2 separate regions of the Mus musculus genome follow, and region 2 is linked to region 1. The links are chromatin contacts, called in public capture Hi-C maps. All regions are on one chromosome and are shown on one strand. Each heading gives the region's core, a stretch centred on a gene start, on an enhancer-like site or on the middle of the called end of the contact. The rest is flanking DNA. Distances are from core to core; before and after follow the strand shown. Region 1 overlaps Vinac1 (vinculin/alpha-catenin family member 1). Region 2 has its middle 37 kb from the start of A730036I17Rik.

The links. Capture Hi-C pulls out chosen DNA fragments and counts their contacts.
Region 2: a capture Hi-C map of embryonic stem cells shows a contact between it and region 1, with 5 times the contacts expected there. The contact joins two enhancer-like sites. A contact is called at or near these places in 1 of 39 promoter capture datasets (hippocampal neurons), 5 of 484 Hi-C or Micro-C datasets (the N1E-115 cell line, bone marrow-derived macrophages, cerebral cortex and 2 more), 3 of 115 datasets of contacts at active chromatin or transcription factors (double positive thymocytes, embryonic stem cells and large pre-B cells) and 3 of 9 other capture datasets (adipose tissue, embryonic stem cells and liver).

The regions. Positions count from the first base shown.
Region 1 is chr2:129,034,408-129,042,153 of GRCm38.p6, forward strand. It overlaps Vinac1 (vinculin/alpha-catenin family member 1), which reads right to left. Exons shown (of 11, transcript NM_001370941.1): 6 at 6,292-6,475; 7 at 1,998-5,201. Among named protein-coding and RNA genes, the nearest start is that of Vinac1, 28 kb to the right of the region's middle. Within about 2 kb of position 4,829, at least 81 of the 459 cell types and tissues checked have an H3K27ac peak or open chromatin away from gene starts, as enhancers often do.
Region 2 is chr2:129,251,840-129,259,585 of GRCm38.p6, forward strand. No RefSeq gene overlaps it. Among named protein-coding and RNA genes, the nearest start is that of A730036I17Rik, 37 kb to the left of the region's middle. Within about 2 kb of position 4,557, at least 22 of the 459 cell types and tissues checked have an H3K27ac peak or open chromatin away from gene starts, as enhancers often do.

The DNA of each region.
Region 1 (7,746 bases), core at 3,579-6,078:
GAAGAAGAAGAAGAAGAAGAAGAAGAAGAAGAAGAAAATAATCGAGAGTTGTTGAGCAAGAATTTAACAGCAGTGACTAATGACCATGGAGAAGGGACATGATGGTCTGGAGTTAGGAGTGAGTGTGCAGGTGAGAATGAGGCTGGCCTCCATAAGCTCATGTGTTTGAATACTTAATACAAGTTAGTGGAACTTGTGGGGGAATGGTGAGGAGGTGTGGGCTTGTTGAAGATGTGTGTATTTCACTAAATGTGTCACTTTTGAGGTTTCAAAACATTCCTAGCGTGCTCTCTGCCTCCTACTTGCAGATCAAGAAGTGAGCTCTCCAAGGTTTTTGTCACCATACCTATTCACTCATGGACCCTAACCCTCTAAAACCATAAGGCCAATTAAATACTTTCTTTCTCAAGTTGATTTGGTCATGATGTTTATCTCAGCAATACAAACCCCAACTAATATGGTGAGGAAACTAGGAAATGGCCTTTTAGACAACTACTAGAGAGTCTAAGCATCCAGATCTAGCCATGACAGCAAGCTTTGTGTTAGAGATTCCAGAAGTGAAGTACTTCCTGCTGGTGTCCTTTCAGGAGTGAGAATGGGGCTTAAAGAGTGTGGTGTTCTCTTGTTCTCAGAGTTTCTGACCTGAGTGGCCAACACCATCCTGCTCTGTAACCCTCCTTACAGCTATGGGAGACGCTTCTGGTGCATTGACAGAAACAGAAGGCAAGTAAGTGAGTGGGTGACTCTAAGTGTGTGCTTAAGACTCTATGGAAAACTAGAGATGAGGAGAAGGAGCCTGCAAGCTATTCACATTTATAAGACTGAGAGATGAGCAGACAAGCCTAGAGCACTGGGGAACGCTATGTTATTCTCCCTGTTACTTTGGTCACAGGGTCCCCTTTTGTGGAAGTGACATTTTGGTGAGAAAAAAGTAAGAAAGGATAATAAGGGCAAGGGTAAAAGCATGGCGTGGTGTGATCAGAATTATATTGGGAAACACCCTATAGAGTTTTGGAATCTTCTGTAGATGAGGTGACTCATCTATAAAATCCTGGCTTGTCGTGTGAAGAGAATTCTGAGTGCTTGCGAGAAAACCCCAAGAAAAGCAAAACAAGAGTCTTGTGGCCTTGGTTTCTTCAAAAACGCAGAATTGTCCCTGGAATGTGATTTCTTGCTCCTCAGTGGAGAGGCAAGAATTACTCATTACAAGTGGCCACTGTTACAGGTTTGCATGCCTCTATGAAAAAGCACGATTGTGCCCCCTGTAGCTTGTCCTTGTACTTGTATAGAGCTAGAGCACATGAGGACTTACTCATGCGACCTTCTTAGCCCTCAGAGTATAAACTGTCTGATGCTCTAAATAAAGTTAGCTAGTGCCTGAGACTTTATGACTTTGGTTATGGTCAGAAGAAATACACAAAATATTTCAAATCCTTAATGGCTAAGTGTCCCTGTGTTGCCCTAGAAGGAAGCATGTGTGTAAGAGAGAAATTAACATACCTAGCATCTTTCTAATTCCTTTCTCCTCTACTACAGTGATTCTAGTTGTATTCTTGTCCCTTGAGCAGGTAGGTGACATCTGCAGAGGTCAAAGTGGATAAGCAACCTGGGTACTGCCATTCAGAGCAAAGTTCGGCCAAAGTGATAAGGAAAAATTCCACTAAAGTGCACGGGAAGCTTAGGCTTGAGTTTTAGGACACAGAGTAGATACTAAAGGAAGGAAAATATGTTTTCATGGATGCATTCATTAGCCCTCTGTAGGACTAGAATGCTGGAATCTAAATGACACTGAGACTTCTCTGATTTTGTTAAGGGCATGCAGAGGGAGCTGTGAGCCGGAGTTTCAGATCCCCATGTTTCAGCTTGTATAGGCTGCTTGCCCTGCCTGCCTTGTGTGAATTATACATGTGGGCATCAAGTCCCTGGAATGTGCTAGGATCTGTAGTTACTACAAGCAGGTCCAGGAGGAGGTAGATTAATGATGCCAAGTAGCCTACCATGCTCCTGTCTGCTGTGGTGGTCCTGGTGGTAGCTGGCTCATCAGCACAGGTCCCCACTGAGCTTTCTGGGGTGTCTTTGGGAACAGCACCCTGAGAATCCACACTGACCCCTGAAGTGGTTCCTGCTGTACCCTCGTTACAGTGGGGTGGGGGCTGGACAAGATCCTCTTCTAGGGGCTTGGCTTGCTCCCCTCTGGGCTTCAAGTATTGGACCAGGAGTCTCCAGGCCTCCATATGACTACCCTCCAAAGCCTGGAGCTGAGTCACTGCATGGTGGACTTTAGCTGCCCATTCCCACTGAAGCCAGTCCAGCGTATGCAAACTCTGTACCTCCTGGAGCACAGGGACCTTCCTGACCACTTCCTTAGTGAGCGTGAGAATGCTCTCTAGCGACACAAGAAGATCTTTCTGGACGGTTTCAGACTCTTGACCTCCCGCTATGATTCCCTGCACAGCTTGGATAGTAGACAACATTCCTTCTATCCTGTTCTGGGAGCTCTTGCTGATGACATCTTGGAACATATGCTCGTAGGCTGCGTTGATGCTGGTCAGGTAGTCAGTCAGGGCCTTGGCCCGAAGGCTGAGTTCCAAGCAGAGAAGTTCAAAACGTGTAGAGAGGCTGGGACATGGCTTGGGGGAGGAGACCAAGATGTGTGCCACCTCTAGCAAGGCATCTGTGAGTACATGAACTTCCCTGCACAGAAAGGAGATCTCACCCTTCACCTGTGCATCCCCACACAGAACACTAGACAGCTTGGCAGCCTCTTGTAACCTTTGAGAAATCTCTGCTGCCTGACCTAACCCTTTCTGTAACCCCTGCTGGTTCTTCACTGCCTGTCGCAGGGGCAGTAGGAACAGGCCCTGTCTCCTGCTGAATCTCTCCATGCACTGCATCAGGTCTTGGACAGCTACTGCCCACAGAAGGCACCCATTGTCAATGTTCTCTTCCCTCAGGGTGGGCTCTTGGAGACCATCAGAGGACAGAACTTGGTCCAACAGCTGTTTAGCGTGGATCTCTGTTTTTTCTGATCTGTCTTGTAGCTCTAAAAGCAGTCTTGGGTGTCCCATTAAGTCAGGGTTCTTTTTGTCCACATTCACAGGACCACTTTTAGCTGCTACTTGAACCATCAAGGCCAAGTCCTGCTGGAGCTCCACAAATGCTGCCATGCTCCCAGGTAACTCAGTCTCTAGGTTATGGCAAAATAGTTGTTGACACAGAGGGTACCAGTCCCCAGCCCTGGCTACCAAACCCCACCTGTCTTCCCTGGTCCCCTGGGATTGCTGAAAAGATACCCTCAGAAGCTCCTCGCTTCCAGTGTTTGCGCTATGGACTTCCTTCCTGGCTAGATCAATAATCGAGGGTGCCAGTGTTGAGACTTCTTGTAGTCCTGTCATCCTCTCTGGCCCCAGGGTTTCTTCCCCAGCCTGGGTCTCTTGGACTGTGTCCACAGTAGAATTCTGCTCTGGCGTGTTGGTGCATGGTAAGGTCACTACTTGATGGTTCCTGTTCTCCATAGTAGTGACACCTTTGCTGACAGCAGGGAGTGGAAATCTCCACCCATGTATGCAGGTGCCAGGGACCACTGTGTAGGAAAGTTGTTCTACTGGTAGCAAAGAGGTGTTTGGGCCACTTTTCCATAACCCAGGTACCCGCTGGTACTTTATTTCAGAAGCTGTGGGATGCTGGGGGCTGGGGAGAATAAAATAAGACCACCCCTTGGTCATATCAAACCTTTGGACCTGGACTCGAAGTGGGCTGAGGATGTCTGGATGGTTGGACCCATCCAGCCCCTCGCGGACTTGCTGGGCTGCATGGATGAGGTGCTTTGCCATGGTTAAAAAGACATCTGTGTCCTGAGCACTGTCCTCAGCTCTGCTGCCTTCAGTGGCTGCACCTAGGGTCACGGAAGACTGTGCCAGCTGTTGAACCACGACTCTCATCCCGTTCCGGAAAATAGGATCAGGGTCTTGACCCACATATCTGCTCATCACCTGTACTATGTGGGTGGCTCTTCCGCGTAAGAATGCCACAGATCTGGAAAACTCTCTGGACGCTCCGCTCCTCAGAGCAATTGTGGACAAGTCCAAGTGTTTAGTCATTTCCTGGATGGACACACTCAGGAATTCTGGAATGTTGAGAACGACATCAAAGCATGACAGGAGGTGTTCGGATTCCCTGGCCCAAGCCTCAAGCAGGGCCTGGAGGGTGGCAGGGCTCCAATCCAGGCCAAGCGTCTGGGGACTTTGTGAAAAGAGTTCTTTCACTTTGATCACAAGCCTCTGAAGACCTGCCACGGCAGCCTCCAAGTCTCTGCCAGTTTGCTGCTGTGGGCAGCAGACCCAAACCAAATGGGCCACCCGGATCATCTGCTTAGCCTGGTTGTGGAAAGCATCGAGAAGTATCTGGACAGTCTCTGCCAAGGCTTCGCTATCACAGCGGAACCTGATAGTGGACGTCGCCAAGGCGGCCTGGACCAGTGTCTCTAGAGGACTTTGGGTGTCTGTGAACGTGTCCAGAATCTGGCGCAGTAACCCAGCGCGAACTGCTCGAAAGAGCGCATCAGTCGCGGCCCGCAGAGCTTCGCAGTCGGTCCCTGGACTGGACCGGGGGAGACTGTGCACCCCGGGTCGCAGCTGCATCAACTGCCGGCAGCGGGACACCAGGTGCATCCTCTCCTGTGGCGCGGAGCAGGCGGCTAGACGCAGGCAGTGCCACACCACGGCGGCCAGTGGTGCATCCAGTAGCAGGTGACCAGGCCCAGGGTCCTCCAGGACCTTTCGCAGCTTGCACAGACCGCGCGCCAATGCTCCATTCTGAGAGAGCACTCCGGTCCCTACGACGCCAACGCCGGGCTGCAGCGCGTCCAGGAGCTCTTCGAGGCTCTGCCTGGTCAGAGCGAAGACCCGGCGCCGTGAGGCCACCAGCTGCGGATCGCGGGGATGCCGGAGGTGACCGTGGGCAGCCGCGAGCAGTGCGGGGACACAGCACCCTAGGCGGTGGCGAGCTCGACCCAGATGCTGGTCCCAGGCCCAGCGCGCGGTCAGGCCGCCCAGTCTGAAAAGCGCAGCCGCCAGGTCATCAAGCGAGGTGCGCAGCGAGGTGGTGTCCTCCGCCTCCTCCAGCGCCTCCACGCATGTCAGACACCAATTGGCCGCTGTCCTGGTCTTCCTCACCGCAGCAGCATCATCAAGGAGCAAGACCTGATGGGGCCGTCACAAAAGGGAAGAGACTTGAAGATAACTGGACATTTTTGGAGCCTCGTAGTTTAAGCCTAGAAAACCTTATTTTCAGTTAACCTGCATGTAACCAAATACAGGCATTAGGCTAGGACCTGAGAATCCACACTTCAGTCTTAGAGATTTACAGCTGTAAAACCAAAGATCTTAAGTAGCTGCCTTCACTCCGCGTTTCATGTGGGGGTCTAACCTAGACTGTTCAAGGATGGATTATTATTTAGATGAGAATGATAGGCTGGAGAGCGGGCCTGTCCTGCAAGCTTCTTTGAGACAGCTTTTGTAGCCTCACTGCCTCTCCTGGACACTCCGTCCACTCCCCAACCCTTTACCCAAGCCAAAAAAAAAAAAAAAAAAAAAAGACCTTTCTGACCCTTTCATTCACCACCAGCAGGTACCCAAGCCTCTCTGACCCCACCCCTCCCCCTCCCCCATTGCTGCTACTACTCTAATATGGCCTGCTCAAACACCTGTCAATAAGCCATACTACAGAAGTTTTACAACTAACAGCAACAAAATATTCCAGGGGTACACATTTGAACCAAAAGCAATATCCCAATCTAAAAGTTGTGCTCTGTGGCTGGAAAGATGGCTCAGCAGTTAAGAGCACTGACTGCTCTACCAGAGGACCTGAGTTCGATTCTCAGCATCCACAAGGGGGCTCACAACTGCCTGTAACTCCAGTTCTAGAGGATCCTACACCCCCCCCCCCCCGGCCACCCCCTCTAGCATTTTACAGACATGATGCATAGACACACATTCAAGCAAACACTCATACACATAAAATAAAAATAAATAATATATCCAGAATATATCTAAGCTGTATGTTAGCAAGGAATGTGGGTCATGATGAAAAATTGAGAGTATTTGGGAAATGAGGGATTAAAACAAATCCTATTCCAGCTTCCAATTTAGCCCTGATTAAGTTGGTAATCTTGGCAAGCACTTGGGCAGGTTTCACAATTAAGGGACAGCTGAGAGTTGCTGTGGGAGCTCCATGCCCAAGTGTGTTCTCTAGCAATGATCAAGCAACCAGCAAGCTCTGAGTGAGCCTCACCTTCTTAGTGTCCACCAGGACCTGCTGAGCGGTGGCCACTAGCTCCTCCCAGTGGCGCTGAGACTCGGGCTGCAAGTGAAGCTTCTCTGCTACCCGCAGGATGTTCCTCCCAGAGAGGATCAGAGACTCAGCCACTGGCTTCATTTCCTCCCTAAGCCACTTCTCCTCAGAGTCTCCTGCCAGCCTGCATGGACACATTGCACTTACAATGGGACGTTAGCACCAAAGAACCACCAGGAAATTGCGGGTACAAGAAGGAACAGAGCACGAGGTGACCATTAAAATGAAGTTGACAGCTGTGCTTGTGGGCCATAGACTTCTCCCCAAGATGCAATGCTGAGTTTAAAAAACAAACCGAACCAAACAAAAGCCTCCTCTCTTCTTCATCCTTTCTTCTGGCGTCTTAGTTTGTAAATTAGAGTTGTCACCTCAATATATTCCTCAACCTCTACAAACTTGACACTGTTGGGTTAAACAGGTTGGTGACAGACATCTGGGTGGAGAATTCTGAGTCTCAGGCCTTTCTCTAAACAGCCTGTATACAACGGAGGCATCTTCTGGCCTTCAAAGTTCCAGGTAAGAAATCCGGGGCCATTCTGCCTCAGCTATTAGAAATAAGCTAAAGCCACCATGCTTGACATGATGGTGCACACCTCCAGCTATGTAGGAGGCAGAGGCAGGAAAAGTACAAGTTCAAGGCATGTGTGGACCACAAAGTGAGTTCGAGGCAAGCCTGGACAACTTACTGAGAACTTATTTCAAAACCTGTAGTGCACACCTTTGATCCCAGCACTCAAGAGGCAAAGATAGGTGGATCTCTGTGAGTTTAAGGCCAACCTGCTCTACAGAGCTAGGTCCAGAACAGCCCAGGCTACACAGAGAAACCCTGTTTTGAAAAGTTTAAACACACACACACACACACACACACACACACACACACACACACGAGCTGGTGATCTAACTCAGTAATGCAGCATTGCCTAGTGGCGTCAGGTTCTAGGTCCAATCACCAGAATTAGGGACACATAACTAAAAAGAAAGAATGCTGCTGTGGATATCCATGCCTGGGTCTTTGTGTAGACACAGGAATCCATTTCTCCTGGATACATGGATGCCTAGTAACAACAGGTATACCTTTAACTTTGAGGGAATATTTTCTAAAGTAGTTACAACATACTATGTTCTAGTCAGCAATGAGAGAGTTCAAGTTTCCACACAGTCTCAACACTTGGAATAGTTTTTAATTTTAAACATCCCAAGAGTGGGTGGGTGGTCATCATTAAATAGATAAAACATTCTCCCAGCTCCCTGCTAGCAGATCAAATGCGCCTTCTGCAGAGTGCTTGTGTGCAAGGTCTGAGCCTTGGTGTCATACACCAATCCCTTTCCTTTGAGGACGAACCTGTCTGTGAGGATGATTGACGTAACTGATGCAGAGCAATCCAGATTGGCAGC
Region 2 (7,746 bases), core at 3,307-5,806, 220 kb after region 1:
CATGACTAGCATCAGAAGTGACATGGACATTTAGGATGGGGGTAGGTCAGCGTTTAAATGTCCCATGTGTCACAGTAACACACAATGACTCCTCTCGGTACACAGCCAGGCATGGGCATCATAGGGACACATTCTATAGATGGCAGTGACTTGTCAAGTAGAAACACTGATAGCAGACATTGGTAGGAAATCCCTTTCATGATTTCCCCAGAGAATCTCTGCCTTTCACCTAGTGACATGTGCTACTCAACTGTGACAAGCCCATGTCTGAGCATGGACGCCTTGACCCCATTCAGAAACTGACAACCCTGTACACTGTCAATCACACATCTCCTTTCAAACATGAATGCTCCTGACAAGTTTCTAAGCAAGGAGGTTGTGAGTGACTGCTGTGTAAATTCACTAGTACACAGGTATCCACAATGCACGCTCACATGTAAACACAGACGTGTACACCAATACTGCATACTTGTAGGCTCAGGCACATGTGCCCCTTCTGCACCCTGACATACATAGTTAGACATACATACCAAATCTGTCCACTCTCATGATGCATACACAGACTTTAGCACCCACTCTATATGCACGTGTTCTCAGACACACCTATTTGACACGCTCACATGTATGTCTTTACACATGCACCCATTCTCAACCTTTGCTTGCATGTATTGCCACATGTACCAATTCTCACTCTTACACGCATGCGTAGGCACACACTCCCATTCTGCCCACCTATATACATACTCAGACATATCCACCTACTCCACATGCTAAGACATGTGAAATCACGCATCCTAGCACACATGTGGAGAAACCCTGGGCCCAGCTGAGGATTTACTCTTTATCATTTTTGCAGTTACAAGGGCATTCTGCCCTCCTACTGGGTCCCTACCAGCAGGGTCTTGGATGCTGGATTTTGGGGGTTGGGGTGGGGGTGGGGAGGATCGAGTGAAAGGCAAACAGGCACTTGTCAACCTGGATCTTGCTTGGCCCTTCTGAAGCATACAAGTCCCTAGCCTATGAGAGACTCTTGTGTTCAGTCGATGCTGGAATGGCTGGTGAGCACTGGGTATCCGCATGACACACTATGTGACACACACTACGACACACTATGACCCCATCTTCCCTGCCAGGTGCAGGAGCTCTACTGAGTGGAAGGCTGTGGCTACTCTGGAACCCTAATCAACAACTCCCAGACTCTTTCCCCAGAGGACTGGTGTTTGACTCACTCTGTGGGAATCTGCTGAATGTGTGCTCTCGTGGAAATGGGCCACTGGATGTCCATGGTTTCATCTTCCTTTTGGAGTAAAGGCTCAAGAGGCAGAGGTAGAAGGCGCGACAGAGGGGAGGCAGCTGGAGGCAGGAGGGACTGAGAGGAGAGTGGCTTTGGCTATCTGAATAGACACCACAAGACAAATGCTAGCCGGACAGAATAGCGGTGGGGAAGAATAGTCAAGGTCTATAGGCCTGTAGGAGGCTGAGAGGGGGCTGTGTGTGCGTGAGCGCATGCGTGCACATGCGCATGCGCTCCTCCCACGTCACGGAGAGACACGGAGCTTCTACCCCAGCAGGTTCATTCAGAGGGTCACCTTTTCTTGCTTCCGTGTGCTCAATGTGCTCTTCCACCTGCCGGGAGAGGGAGGGCAAGCTGGGGACGGAGGCAGTCCTCAAGGGCCTGGCTCTGGCCTGGTAGACTGCTGACTGTCTAGATTCTCCCTCCCAGAGACCTCTGGGCCTGTCTGGGGGGGGGGGGGGACTGCAGCTGTTCCCATAATATCAAGTGTGTCCTGCCTTACCTATCCAGAGCTGGAGGGGCTTTAGGAGCTCTGGAGGAAGGCCTCCACTGCAGGGTAACCCGTAACCTTGCTGACCCCAAGGGTGGCTCTCAGCACAGGGTGAATTTCTTCCCCAGATGTCTGGGTCTTAAGCCCAGGCTGCCCCCAGTGAGGCTAGAGGGGTCACGTGGTATAGAGAGGTCATGTGGTGTTGCCTCAGTGTCAGGAGCCAACAAGCTTATAACTAGCAGGTGATCTTCCTGAGATGAGTCTGCTTTGGATTAATAAATAATCTATGACAGATTTGCTCCAATAGGCAAGGCCCAGGGGAAAACCATTTTAGGAAAGATTCCTGCTATTAATATGCTTTTCCTGGTATTATTAAGCATGTATAACAGCACTAGGAATTAGCCCACCCTTTTGAGCAGATCTCTGCAGAACAATGAAGATAAACTGTCTTGTAGTGATGCTATATAGACAAATAGATGACTTCTTAATTCTGAATGACGATCCTATAAGAATTCCTAAAATTATATCAGTATTTATTAAGCTCTTTTATAGTGGGGCTGCTATTAGGTCCTTTTCTGATAGTCAAAACGGCAGTGAGAACTCTGCTGGTCTTTAGTGTCACTTCTGATAGTAAGCAGGCACTCTACTCCTCAGAGCATGTTCCAAGAGGCTATAAAAGCATTAACCAAAGGTCATAAAAAGGGAACTGATGATTTATTATAGGTGTTAGGACAGAAGATAAAATATTGGCTGGGTTTATCTATACAAAACTTCACTAATAAGTTAGCTATGATTTTTAACTCTCCATGACCCTGTGGAGCTGTGACAGGTGATGAAGGTTTAGTGGGATAATTACTCCTAATGGATCTGCGTGTAAACGTTCGCTGTTGTAAGCTCCTTATTTGACTTATGATTTGAATATGTGTGAACTTGTGATGAACTTAAGAAAGTTTTTTTTTTTTTTTTTTTTTCGAGACAGGGTTTCTCTGTGTAGCCCTGGCTGTCTTGGAACTCACTTTGTAGACCAGGCTGGCCTCGAACTCAGAAATCCGCCTGCCTCTGCCTCCCAAGTGCTGGGATTAAAGGCGTGCGCCACCACCGCCCAGCTGTGATGAACTTTTAACCATGTGATCATGTATTCTATAGGTGTTGAGGACAAGGAGCAGAGCACGGATTTCCCTTGTCCCAGGTAGGATCACTGTGATCATTCCCCTTTCCCTTTTCTTAGAGAGCGTCCCTAGGAAACTTTTTTATTTATTTATTTATTTATTTATTTATTATATGTAAGTATACTGTAGCTGTCTTCAGACACTCCAGAAGAGGGAGTCAGATCGCCTTATGGATGGTTGTGAGCCACCACGTGGTTGCTGGGACTTGAACTCAGGACCTTCAGAAGATCAGTCGGGTGCTCTTACACGCTGAGCCATCTCACCAGCCCCCTAGGAAACTTTTTACAACTTAGAAATAAATGCTACATTCACTTTTCAAAGTGTTTCTTTTTCTTCCTGCGACTTCAACTAGCAGGCTGAAAGTTAGAGCCACACAGTTCCTGCTGAGATAGAATAAAGGCCACATTACTGAACCCCCCCTGCTGTTAGGCTACAGGTGTTACTTGCTTAAGCCAGCAGCTTTTAGCACTCAGAATGAGCAAGAAAGTTTTTAGGACTTTTTAGAAATTATCCTCACATTCAGTATAATTAGAGAACTACCGCATCTGGAGACCATCAGTCTTTAAGGCCACACCAGAGTTCTACTTGTTTCAACCCACTCCAGGCCATGAGGCTCTCCTCAGGGCTGGTGGACACTTCCACCCCCCCTCAGCTGTTGACTCTGTTTTGGTGTGATACTGGCTATCATCACGGGAACCTCTTTGTGTCCTTTTGAAGCCTCTTCCAAGATGCAGCTGATGTCATGTCCATCTGTCAGCGAGGGGCTGGAATCCCAGGATCCCTGATCTGTCTGTTGGTGTTCCTGAGCAAACCACAGACCTCCAGTCACCATAGACCTTACCCCATTTTCTGCTGAGGATTTTGGTCCATGCTTTCTAGGCCAACACCCAACACCCATGCCTTGGACATAAACATGCAGGCATGTGGGTATGCATGCAGGTATATGTGTGCACGCTTACGTACATGCAGGACAATATACTGTCTTCTGCAGGGCTGTCTTAAAGAAACACTTTGAAGGACTTGGAGAAATATGTGGAGAAAGATATGAGTGGCCATAGATCACAGATTCTGATTGGCTCATCCCTGTTTCCCAGGTAGCAGGCAGCCAGGCCCCTCCCTGTTCATCTCCCTCAAGGCTTACACAGACCTCTGGCTTTCTTCTATGGAACCTAGGTTGTAGGTGACACCCAGGGCTTGAAAGCCATGAAAGACAAGTTAGCAGACCCCTGGGAGGCCCAGAGCTGGGAGGTTGGGAAATCAGTACCTTGCCTTAGGCAGGCATCCCCATCTTGCTGGGTAAGATGGATGTAGTTGGGAAAGTGCTTTGGGCCAACAAACTACAGCTGTACTGACGTTTGAGTGTGTGCACAGAAGGGAGGGGCCCTGGTTTCCTTTATGGCCCCAGGGGACCCTGAGACACTCAGAGGGGAGGAACAAAGGCCTTTTTACCCCCATCACCCTGCATCTTGGGTTCTAATTTCTTGGTCTTTCAACTCCAATTTTCCTACCATCTTGTGCCCGAGGGCCCAGAATAGGGGATGATGTAGTGAAGGCGGAGGGAGGCTGGATGCCCTCCGGCCTAGCATAGCCATGACCCTAGATCCCTGTCCCTCCCAGGCCATCACAACTTACTTGCTTGCTGTCTCGAGTTTGAGGAGCCAGGGTACAGGGGTGTGTATGTGGAAAGAGCAGGAGGGCTGGCCTCTCCTGGTCCAAGCTTTGTCTGAGGAAGAGGTCTATGAATCGTCATTTCTTGTGGGAAAGCCTCCCTGGAGTCTCTGAGTGGATGGGGCCGGACCACTTACATCCTCCTGTTAAGAGACAGTAATGTATTTGAGGGGGACTTGGGGGCATGGGGTGGGTAAGCTAAGTGACTGGCAGGTCCAGGAGATCAAAGGACAGGGTGGGTGGTGACGGTGGTCCTGTTCCATGTCCTTGGGGCTCTTCACTGTGTGTAGCTCTGGAGGCTTGCCTGAGAGTTCACATGAAGGGACCCCTCCCCCACTCCCCCAATTACCATTGGTCATTTACTGTCTGGCTTGGCTGGGGGTGCTGTGGATAGAAACATCCTGGTTCCTTGGCCCAGGGATGTCTCACTAGACTCTCACTAGGTAGGCAGGCAGCAGCCAGCTCACTTCTTGGACTGTATGCCCATGTATACTTCCACATTTCTGCACCCTGCCCCACAGGTAGAGGCCCACAATTTGGAGGTCCTACTTTGCCCTGATTGTGGTAAACACACAAAAGCCCCTCTTCCTTCCCTTCCCTGCCTGCCTGCCTTCCTTCCTTCCTTCCTTCCTTCCTTCCTTCCTTCCTTCCTTCCTTCCTTCCTCCTTCCCTTCCTCCTTTCCCTCTTTCTTTCTTTCCTCTTTCTTTCAGAAGAGACAGTCCTGAGGCAGGTGGACATAGTAAGGGCAGTTGTTGATGTCCTGTGTTTCATGGATGGGAGGCTCCCTGACCCTAGATTTTACCTTACCTATGGCTGCTGCTGGCTCTACTAGCTTGCCTGTCCCTGGAGACAGGGATCTACTTTTGGGCCTGGTGACCCTTCCTCATCACTGCCACACTAGTCTTACCACATAGACCTCCCCACCCTCCCTGACCAGGGATGGCATGGTTCTCTTGGCTCAGGGCTCTCTCAGCCCCTCCAGGACTCCAGAAAGCTCCATGTGGGTAAATACACTGGTCCCCACCATCCCTGTGCTGTCAATTCCAGAGGTGCCAGCTCCAGCTACTGCCTATGCCATCAACACCCCATGGCTTCCACCCTGGGGCAGAACGGTGAGCCAGTATTCAGTCATTCTTTGTTGAGGTAGACTCATCAGACAAGGTATGTGAGTTTCTCAGAGTTTGTCTCGTGTGTGTGTGTGTGTGTGTGTGTGTGTGTGTGTGTGTGTGTGTGTGTGTAGGCATTCTTTATACTAGAGACCTCAAATTTGGGAATATTGCCAAACTTAAGAAGTAGCAGGACTGGAGGACTTGCTTGGGAGTTCCCGAGCTGTCCCAGGAGCTGAGCATCTGGGAGAAAGAGAAGGATGAGCCAGGAGGGTTGCCATGTTTCTGTCTTCTGGAAGGGAATCTCAGCTACTATGTGACATATGGAGATCTGTTTTTTCTACACAAGGAGGCAGAGATGTAAAAAGTTAAGAAGTTTGTCCAAAATCACACAGGTGATAGGGATCAAGCTGGGACTAAGGTCCCCATTTTCTAACTTGAGGTCCTCAAGTGATTCCCATAGTGGGCTTCCTCTCCCACCCTCCCCACCTGCCCTGAGAAATTAGTGTGTGGAAGGCACACTTTCTCATCCATGAGAGAGCGGAACTTGTTTGCTTTGAGCTCAAACAACCTCAGGTGTGCTGTTAGCTCTGTTGGGTCTGAGTCATTGACTCGTGACTTATGGAAGGTTGGCCACCTGACTCTCTGGCTGCCTCTGTCACACACAGCCCATGTGTATCCTCTTTGTTCTGGGTTTAGTCTTAATCTGACCTAAGGGAGTGGCTGGGGTTCAGAGTCCTCTGGTTGGGGGCTGACAGACAAAAGTGGCCAGGGACAGTGGGGAACCCAATGTTACTCACCACTGCTGTCTCCTGACCCTGTTCTCCAGAGTAGTCTAAGCATCCGGAGAAGCTACACACACACCTGGCACATCTGTACAAGAGTGTGAACTTTCCTGGGGGGAATCAGGATGAGGAGTGAGGACTGGGGCCCTGGCACACAGAAAGCAAGAGGGTTTGATTTGGACCAGACTCCCCTAGAGACCCCACTGAAGCCTCTTGGGGGGTCACCCTCACGCTAGGCTTCCCCAAAGCCTTTCCTCCCCTCCTACTGGGCACAGACACAGGCGCACACACAGCCCATGGGTGTCCCGTCCCTCCCCTCCTCCTCTGGCTCCCACTCCCCATGTGCTGTATCCCCTAATGTTCTGTGTCGCCTTCCCATATGGGTCTGAGGAAGGTTCATGGTGCTATCTTTGGAAGAGGGACATTGGAGCTGTTATGGGCTACAAGCCATCAACTCCACTAAAAAAGAGATGTTAAGTGCTATGTGGCAGGTGAGGAGGGGTAAACCAGAGAGGAGACGAGCGAGACTTCCCTAGCCTGTCTAGATCTAATTTGTCTCCATTTGTGCCCAACCATTTGATTTTCCCCAGCTTTGTCTAAGTGCCTCCTGACCTTGTCCTACAGTGCCCTCTGCTGGCTATTCTACTAAATGACAGTAACATGCTTTAGTGGAAGGATTGCCATCAATTCTGTTTCTGGGACTTGGCCTCTCTCTGGCACCTCAGTCCTCACCATGAACACTCTCCAGACATGCCATGCCTGACTGCTGGACTGGGCCTCATGCAGCTGTCATGGATGTCTGGGGTCAACGGAGAAGAAGCCTGAGAAGATGGGATTCTGGGTCAGTGACCTGATGGGTCTTGGGGAAAAAGAAAAGAAAACATTCCCTGTGGCATACTGAACAGAAAACCTGGGAGATTCCCACAGACCATTGAGGTTGAGAGTTACAGAGAAATATGGCAATCTTAGGCTCAGCTGGATCTGGGCAGAGACTTATAAAGCTTAAGGCGACTAGCATGTAGCCATCTGAGTGGTCCTTTGGCCTGGTCATGTCGGCTGGCAGGATCTCAGATTTTTACAGGTGAGGAGGTTGAAGTCTAGAGACAGGAAAACTGTCTGGAGCCAGCTCTCCAGTTTGAAAACAGGACTGGGAGGAGTCCAGGGCAGCGACTGTAGGGCTGGGCGCATGGGCCTAGTCCTCGCCTAGTCCTCTGCTGTGTTCAGCCATGGCTG